Linked DNA regions of Sus scrofa: all the other regions are linked to region 2. The links are chromatin contacts, called in public Hi-C and HiChIP or PLAC-seq maps. All regions are on one chromosome and are shown on one strand. The core of a region is the stretch at or near the end of the contact, and the rest is flanking DNA. Distances in the headings are between cores, read along the strand shown.

Region 1 (2,700 bases), core at 20-2,519, 300 kb before region 2:
GACCACCTGGAAATGACCTCAGCGCCGAGGAAATCCAGGGGGCTGGATGGCAGGTCCGTGGAAGCATCACTTGGCCTGGAGGTACGGTGACCACGTATTTCTTGCACGCAAAGAAAGGAGGTGCTACTAATAATGACTCTGAGTACCAGGAACAAAGAGAAACCCTCTGGATAAAGGGACACGTGGTCACCCACCTAGAGGTCCTGACCCCGTGGGCTTTCCCATGGAAAGGCGGCCCGCCACTAACTCCCCAAGGGTTAGAGGAAGAGCCGCCATGTTTCTGCCTGAGGACAGGCTGGCCAGCGGGGGTGTCCTGCGAAAAGAACAACAGAAGGTGACTCACCCCATGAGGGTGGCCCTTCCTGAACATCTGGTTTGGAGACCCCATCATAATACCTCACTTTTGCCCAGGAGTTCCTACTTTCAAAAACATTTTCACAAGATCCACAATTTGATGGGAAAAGCCCACCCCACCGTGCAAAGGTGGCTGGGTGGCTGGGTGGCTTAGCCCGGGGCGGGATGTGGGATGGGACTTAAGGAGCAGGTGGACGCAGAGCTATTGGCCTGTCAGTAATGAAATCATTTCCCAGTCTCTCCCTGACGCTGCCCACCCCATGGTGGCCAAGGTCTGAGTGTCTTATGATGCATTTGCCTTGGGCTGATAAACTTTAAGAGAGTGCAGAAAATCAGCACACAGCTCCCTGCTATGTGTGGAGCAGAGGAGCCCCTCCTGTGGGAAGAAGGCAGGTGGAAGCTTCTGGATGTGGCCTCCACGGGCCAGGCCTCTTGATGTCCTCGTGGGCCTGTCACCAGGAAGAGCCCAGTGAGTGGTGGCAGCTAGATGAAGGATGCATCAAATTACAGAGCCCCTTGAGAAGACGGACCTGCAAACCCAGCCGGTCCCGGGAAGAGTAGTCGATCAGAGCAGACAGGGGTCTTAAAGACTACAGCCTCCAACTCCCTTATCTGAAAGGCGAGGAAAGGGGGCATCTGGAGGAGGCGGAGGCCAACTGTGCCTCCTTCATGCCCAGTGTCTGACTTACTCACATCTCCGTTAATCTGCAAAGACCTCTGAGATGGGGAACGTTAGCTGTGGTGAGCTCTGTCGCCCAGACTAGCAAGTGGGGAGGCAGGATTTGAACTCAGGCACAGCCTGACAGCCGTGCTCTTTGTACCATGTGGCTGGGCCTTCCCCTGAAGCCCTCTGTCTGGAAGAGGTCAGGCCAAGCTGAAGGTACCCTGACCACCCCACCACCACCCCGTCTAGGATTCTTTTTAGGTCAACTCTCACTGTAAATATTTTCTCTTTCATTTTGCAACCCTCAGCAGTTACATACCAGGGCTGCAGAGCAAAGATAAGCTTGGAAGTGAGGAACCTCCCGCCTTGCCCACGTGAACCCTGGCAGTTTCTGAAAGACTCTCAGGCTGTCAAGTGCCATTACCCCCAGAGGTGAAAACTCAGGCTACTCTGGGGAGATGGCCAGGCTTCCTTGTTCAGCGATCTCAGAAAAACCAGGTTGGCCCCAATCCTGAGAGCCCACACCACCCCAGCAGAGGCCCCCTGGCTGGGGCGGGGTTGCATGGATAGGACAGCAGAGCCAGATTTAGCCACACTTCCCTCCAGAGACAGAGTCAGGCAGGGTGGGATCCAGCTCTGGGGTGGGAGGAGTGGTGGGGACAAGGCAGGTGGATGTGCCACTGAGCGGATGACCTCAAGTCTCCCTCTTGTGTGATCACCTCTGATCTGCTTTCTCTGGAGATGCTGGAAAATCCAGAGGAGGGGGAGCAATGGGAGCTATATTTCCAAGAAGACCAAGGGGTCCCCCAAAGGGAAACAACTGTATCTCATGTGATAGAGCCTGGGTCCACCAGGACAAGCAATTGTACAAGCAGTGACAGGTGCAGGGGACTGTCCTTGAGGCAAGGGTCAGCACACTCAGTGTGGGCCCTCCCCCTTGGTCTGCATTCAGGGCCAAGTATTTGTGGAGTCTTTTGCCCTTTATTTCTTGGCCTAGCTTGAGGAAGAGGCCAACATAGGTGGGTCTCTTCACCCACACCAGGCTGATGTTTGGAGCTCTAATCTGAATCCGGTTCCTGAGATCCCCCCAGACCCTCTTCCTTCAGGATCGCTGCTGGGTGCCACCCGCCCCCCCCCCCCCCCCCGTCCCAGAAATGACACTCCTGTCCATTTCTATCTGTGACATCCTGCTCGCCAGTCTCGGCTCAGCTGAAAGTGCCTCTCTTGCCACATGCTCCCTTATTTTCATTTTTAACCTTTCTAAATGATGAACATTTCAAAACTCCCCAGAGCAGAGTGCGATTACCTTTCTCTCTCTGATTTTTTAATATTTTATTTTATTTTATTTTTTTGTCTTTTTAGGGCTTCACACGTGGCATATGGAGGTTCCCAGGCTAGGGGCCTACACCACAGCCTGAGCAACACCAGATCCGAGCCGCATCTATGACCTACACCACAGCTCATGGCAATGCCGGATCCTTAACCCACCGAGCGAGGCCAGGGATTGAACCTGTGTCCTCATAGAAGCTGGTCAGATTCATTTCCACTGAACCATGACCAGAACTCCCCTCACTCTGATTTTTTTAAAAGCCTCGTGTCATTTCCCTCTACATGCTGGATTGGACACCTCTAAAAAAGATGGGCCTTTCAGATGTAATGATATCACCGTTATAGACCTAAGA
Region 2 (2,700 bases), core at 133-2,632:
CCTGTGGTATATGGAATGATTGGCCAACGAGGACCTGCTGTATAGCACAGAGAACTCTAACCAATACACTGTGATCGTCTATGTGGGGAAAGTATCTGAAAGAGAATGGAGGGGTGTACATGTATCACTGAATCACTTTGCTGTACAGCAGAAATGATCACAAACTTGTAAATCCACTCTACTTCAACAAAGCTTTAAAATAAACTCAAACAAAAAATAACGCCACTATCTCCACTGGTGTTCATCCTTCCCTCTCACTCCCAACCCAATTTTATGATCGTTATTATTTATACTCTGAAAATCTGGGAATCAAAAATGCTTTTGTTGTTGGTCTGCTCTGAAAGACGACAGAGTTCCCTTCCCTCGGAGTATAACCTAGTAAAGAAAGAGAATATGCATAATTGAAGTGAGTTTTTAAAATGGGTTCTTCTTTATCACTCTTGGACAGTTAAAATTGCCATGCTTGAGGAAGAAAATGCAAAGTGGCCCCACAGCGCATTACGGAGGACACTTGACATACGCATTCAATCCAAGCCTGATGAAAATTTGCATAATTCTTCTTCTCCTTATTTATTCTAAAATAATTGAAAAGCAGTGGTCTTGAAGACAGAAATTTTTGAAAAGCAATATTTCACGCATAGGTTTAAAAGGAATCAGCCCATTTGTTCAATAATGAAAAAAATCATTATTTTCACATTCCCACCTAATGTCTTCTGTTTTCTTCCATCCTCATTTAGCTCAACTGGGAATTAGGCACATCTTAGTTATGCTAAAAAAACACACAAAAAACTAATATCATGAAATAGTAGTATCTTTCATCAACAATAGGACTTACTCTACAGAAAAGACCCTGACTATGTCAGGTGTGGCTTAGATTTGTTTTTTGTTTGTTTGTTTGGGGCTGCACTTGCAGCACATGGAGGTCCCCAGGCCAGGGGTCTAATCTGAGCTGTAGCTGCCGGCCTACACCACAGCCACAGCAACCCCAGATCGGAGCCGCATCTGCAACCTACACCACAGCTCATGGCAATGCCGGATCCTTAACCCACTGAGCGAGGCCAGGGATCGAACATGTGTCCTCATGGATGCTAGTCAGATTCGGTTCCACCGAGCCACAACAGGAACTGCCAGATTTGTATTGGACCTTCATTTCTTTTCCTTCCCCATTTTTGGCACAATGTATAGGTTTGAGCACACTGGAATCCGGAGTTCTCTTTCTGTGTATACGTATTTTTTCCTTTACTATCTTCTATAAAAGGAGCCTGCTATTGATTGCAGCTGACTGTGCCGCTTGAGTTGATATCCAAGCGACGCTAACCCAGATAGGGATTAGCATGACATCAGCCGTCAGGCGAGGGAGCCTGGCGGAGCGCCAGCCTGTAAAAACGGAACACGTTTGCGTCACCGTTCCCTTGGTAATGCTTCTTGGAGCCTTGTCAGCTGTCCCCTGAGGTTGTTTCCTTAATATGTCAACAGACATTCCTGAATCTTTAATGCTGAATAGCTCTTTTCCTTTTCCAAAAACACTTAGGTGACCAAGCAGCTGGGACATTCTGTTGGCGTGATCTTTTAAAATGCAATTTCTTTCATGAAATAGGTGTTTTGTTCGAAACATTCTAGGGGATTTAAAGAGGTTTCGATTTCTGCTTCTCGGTGTTAGAAGACCTGTTTTTTGAACAAACGGGGCAGCTGGTTTCAGGCTGGGCGCTGCTTCTCTGCTTTTATCTTCTTTGGGAAAAGCCCTGATTCCCTCTGCAGCTTCTCCAAACCATCCAATTATCCTGTTCCAGTGTGACATTTCACAGGGCACAGTGGCTGGTTGAAAGACCCGGCTGGAATTTGCCCCCATGTATGATTCGCCCTCTGACCTTGCTCTGAGAAAGTCTGCGGGTGAGACGGAAGAACACGTGGGCAGTGACCTTGAGTGTTGTTCCCTCCTTACCCCCAGCCACAGATAAGAAAGATTTGTCACCCGTTACCCACGTGATAGCTATTTCCTCATTTTCCCGAGGTCTTTATTTGCTGTTCTGGTAACTTGATCTCCACTTTCATCTTGAAATCTTTTACTTTGAAGAGTCCCATAGCCAAAGCTAACATCCCTTCCTTCTCTTTCCGAAAGTAAACATAGCTCCTTGAAGTTGAGTGACTTCCCACTGCACAATAACCTTCCAGACTGTTGTGCAGTTGCTATAGCAGTTAATCTCCGTCAATAGTTCGAACATCGTAAATTTGGAGAGAAGTCATTTGGTGTGGGGTTGGGGGGTAGGGTGGGAGGTAGGTTATGAAATTAAATTAATCGCAAGTGACTTTGAGGGAGGATTTGGGGGGGAAGCCACTTCTGCCTGCCTGAGCATCAGACCCAATGCAGAGGGGCGCCTTTCACCACCAGCTGGTGGGGGGTCGCGGGTTTTTTCCGGCGGAAATACGCCAAGAGCACTGAGAGTCTGCTGCCCCGGGCTCTGCCTCTGGGCGGGGGCTGCTAAGAGCTCTGCTTCCTCCTCTGCCAGCTGACGGAACAATCCCCCTTCTGTCCTGCCGTTCCTGTTCCCTTGGTGTCCGGCCTCCTGGGAGCCCCGCCATCATCCCCACTGAAGAAGGTCCCCGCTGGTTCACCGGAGGAGAAGGGAATTGGGGCTGCCCAGAAGGGGAGAGGTGTAGAATCCCTGGGTTTTAGAACTGAAAAGAATTTTTAGAGACTTA
Region 3 (2,700 bases), core at 147-2,646, 470 kb before region 2:
GAAAAGAGGCTGCTTCCCCTGAAACCGTTTTCCCCGTTCTAATCCTCTCCAAACTGTCATTTCCACCCATCTCCTTCCAAACAGAACAGAACGGAATCCTTTCATAGCCTGTTCCAGGGGCTATGCCCCCCACCCCGTCCATTCCTGGCTGCGTGCAAAAAGATTAGTGGCCCCCTCTGCCCTCTTTCCTGCCTTCATGCTGCCAATCCTTGCATCCTATTTTCGTATCTTTATCATTCTGTGTGTTGTGGGGGCCTCTAGGGTTCGGGGCAAATTATGGGAGGAGAAAGGGCAGTGAAAAACTTCTAAGGAAATGGGGACCTAAGAGAGAAAGCAGAAGTGCCTGCATTCCTTCTGGCCGCATGACTTGTGTTCCAGAAGAAAGAAGAAACCAGTGCTGCGTGCAAGGAGGCTGCGTGGAGAGGGGTCACTGGAGGTGGGGGCGGGGGGGGGGAAGGGAGGAATGTGCAGAGCGCAGGAAACGGGCTCCCGGGTGGCGGAATCTTGGCATCAGTTTGCGTGGCTTAAAGGCTTTCTGTTCTTGGCTTCCCAGCTGCCGCTGCGTCAAATCCCCCTGTACCGGGTCAAGGGTGGGAGGGGGCGTGGTCCTGGACGACACTCGCTTCATCCGCTGCTTTTGGCCTCTGGTTTTCAGCTCTGGCTGCCTCTTTCTCTGCTTGGGAGATGTGAATGCAGGGCAGACTAGAACATCAGGAGCTGGAGAGCTGAAAGCACAGCCGCCCGCCTCCCTTACACCCCGACCTCAGATTCCCCAGGCTGCCCACCACTGCCGCAGCTCCTTCTTCCAAAGGCAGGAGAAAAACGGCACCTCTTGGGAGGAATGCCCTGTGAGAAAAGCATTTTCCTGGGAGCTCCCATTGTGGCTCAGTGGGTTAAGAACCGGTTAGTATCCATGAGGATGCAGGTTCAATCCTTGGCCTCCATCAGTGGGTTAAAGATCTGGCATTGCTGTGAGCTGTGGTGTAGGTCACAGATGTGGCTCCAATCCTGAGTTGTTGTAGCTGTGGCATAGGCCGGCCGCCAAAGCTCTGATTCAACCCCTAGCCCAGAAACTTCCATGTGCTGCAGGTGCGGTCCGAAAAAAGAAAAAAAGAAAAAGAAAATAAAAAGGAAAGCATTTTCCCCTAACAATGGCCAGGAAATACTGTCTTAACTGATATTCTCTAGGATGAGGATGTGTGCTGCCCTCTTGGCAGAGCCATTTGAAGGTTTATTCAACCACTCAAACGCCCAGGAGACACAGTTCCCAACCTCCCAGAGGCCCACACAACACACACACACACACACACACACACACACACACACCACACACGCACGGGGTTGGCCAACCCTGACTTTGAATGGGGACTGGGCCAGCTCGCCCAGCCCGCCTGCAGGCAGGAGGTCACTCTGCTGACTCAGGCCCAGGCTGGGGCAGGTGCCTGCCTTCAACCCTTGAGTTACATCAGGCTTTTCATCTTCAAAGGGCCTTCCCCGGATTAACCCATTAGTCACCCCCAGGAAAGCCACGGAGCAGGTTATTCTCATCCTCATTAAGGCCGTGGTGGGGTGGGGGGAGGCGTGAGGCCCCGCCCCAGGCCAGGGAGAGCTTGGCGTTGGGTGCAGGGGGGCAGCGTCCCTGGGCGACGTCTCTGCTCGGTCAGGAGGCTGGAGCTCCTGACCAGGCAGCAGCAGGCAGAGCCATGGAGGGGCGAGGGGAGGAGGTTGGAGAGTCTCGGAGATGCAGGCACTTTGACACAGGCTCACCCACTGCGGCTCCACCATCTGCTCCAAGCAGTTCAGAACCCGATGATGTTGATGGGACTCCAACAACCCTACCTTCCAAGCCATCCAGGGATTCGAGAAAGGCGCCTTGGAACACTTCCTGCGTCTGCAGGAGGAGTTCCAATGAATAAAAATGATAAAGTACTGGTCACTAAAGCACCTTGCAGATCAAAAGTGTGATGTGGATGCTGAGAAGGGCGAGGCCCCACATCCCTCCAGGTCATGCTGTGCCGTGGGTTTGTCTTCCTGCTGGGGGAACGATGCAGAAGGTTAGAGAGTTTTAGGAGGTAAGTCTGTGCCCTGGTGACAGAATGAGGAGCAGAAGCACCTTCTGGAAGCCAGACAGCAGAGCAATCCTCTCAGTCAACCTTGTCTGCAGCTGCTTCTTATAAATTTGGCATAAATATGTGCTTGGGAACGCCAGGGCGGCGTATCTGGAAAATATTTTCTACCATTCGAAAACACACACACACACACACACACACACACACACACACACACACGCCTGGAAAGGAAAAAAAACCATAACAGAAATTGTGCATAATACAGAGTGGCTTCACTTGTGGTTTTTTTCCATTACTTCCTCAGTTCATTTTTCTGCTGCCAATTTTAGAAGGCCATAAGTCACAGTTGTTGTTAAACTTTGTCAGTTAAAATGTAACTCTAAGAACAAGTCATGAGACGTTGGAGCCAAGTGGCTTTTTGGAGAGCAGGGCTGGTGGGAGGCAGCCTGTCTCCGCTTCTCAGGTCTTCTGTGCTGTGTGTTAACAGTCGTGCCCATAAGGCAGTCCTGGCCCCCTCGGGCCCAAGTTCTGTCACCGCTCCCAAGGGCCACCTATCAGAGGAAATGAGGCTTTTCAGCGTTGGCTCTGTGTGACTCAGGGACACAATGCCCCCACACCAGTGCACCGCTTT

The links. A called contact is a pair of places that touch in the nucleus more often than the background predicts. HiChIP or PLAC-seq counts read pairs in DNA pulled down with a chosen protein or histone mark.
Region 1: a contact with region 2 is called in a Hi-C map of liver, with 4 times the contacts expected there. The contact joins two enhancer-like sites. A contact is called at or near these places in 1 of 5 promoter capture datasets (liver), 5 of 47 Hi-C or Micro-C datasets (alveolar macrophages, fetal liver, liver and 1 more) and 2 of 2 datasets of contacts at active chromatin or transcription factors (alveolar macrophages and skeletal muscle).
Region 3: an H3K27ac HiChIP or PLAC-seq map of skeletal muscle shows a contact between it and region 2. The contact joins two enhancer-like sites. A contact is called at or near these places in 1 of 5 promoter capture datasets (liver), 6 of 47 Hi-C or Micro-C datasets (alveolar macrophages, blood, embryonic fibroblasts and 2 more) and 2 of 2 datasets of contacts at active chromatin or transcription factors (alveolar macrophages and skeletal muscle).

Annotation. Positions count from the first base shown.
Region 1 is chr14:56,319,417-56,322,116 of Sscrofa11.1, forward strand. No RefSeq gene overlaps it. Among named protein-coding and RNA genes, the nearest start is that of TOMM20, 210 kb to the left of the region's middle. Within about 2 kb of position 1,270, at least 25 of the 83 cell types and tissues checked have an H3K27ac peak or open chromatin away from gene starts, as enhancers often do. A contact at or near this core is called in fetal liver and liver, where this site is marked.
Region 2 is chr14:56,622,124-56,624,823 of Sscrofa11.1, forward strand. No RefSeq gene overlaps it. Among named protein-coding and RNA genes, the nearest start is that of TARBP1, 46 kb to the right of the region's middle. Within about 2 kb of position 1,383, at least 70 of the 83 cell types and tissues checked have an H3K27ac peak or open chromatin away from gene starts, as enhancers often do. A contact at or near this core is called in alveolar macrophages, fetal liver, liver and 2 more, where this site is marked.
Region 3 is chr14:56,153,840-56,156,539 of Sscrofa11.1, forward strand. No RefSeq gene overlaps it. Among named protein-coding and RNA genes, the nearest start is that of TOMM20, 42 kb to the left of the region's middle. Within about 2 kb of position 1,397, at least 54 of the 83 cell types and tissues checked have an H3K27ac peak or open chromatin away from gene starts, as enhancers often do. A contact at or near this core is called in alveolar macrophages, liver, retroperitoneal adipose tissue and 1 more, where this site is marked.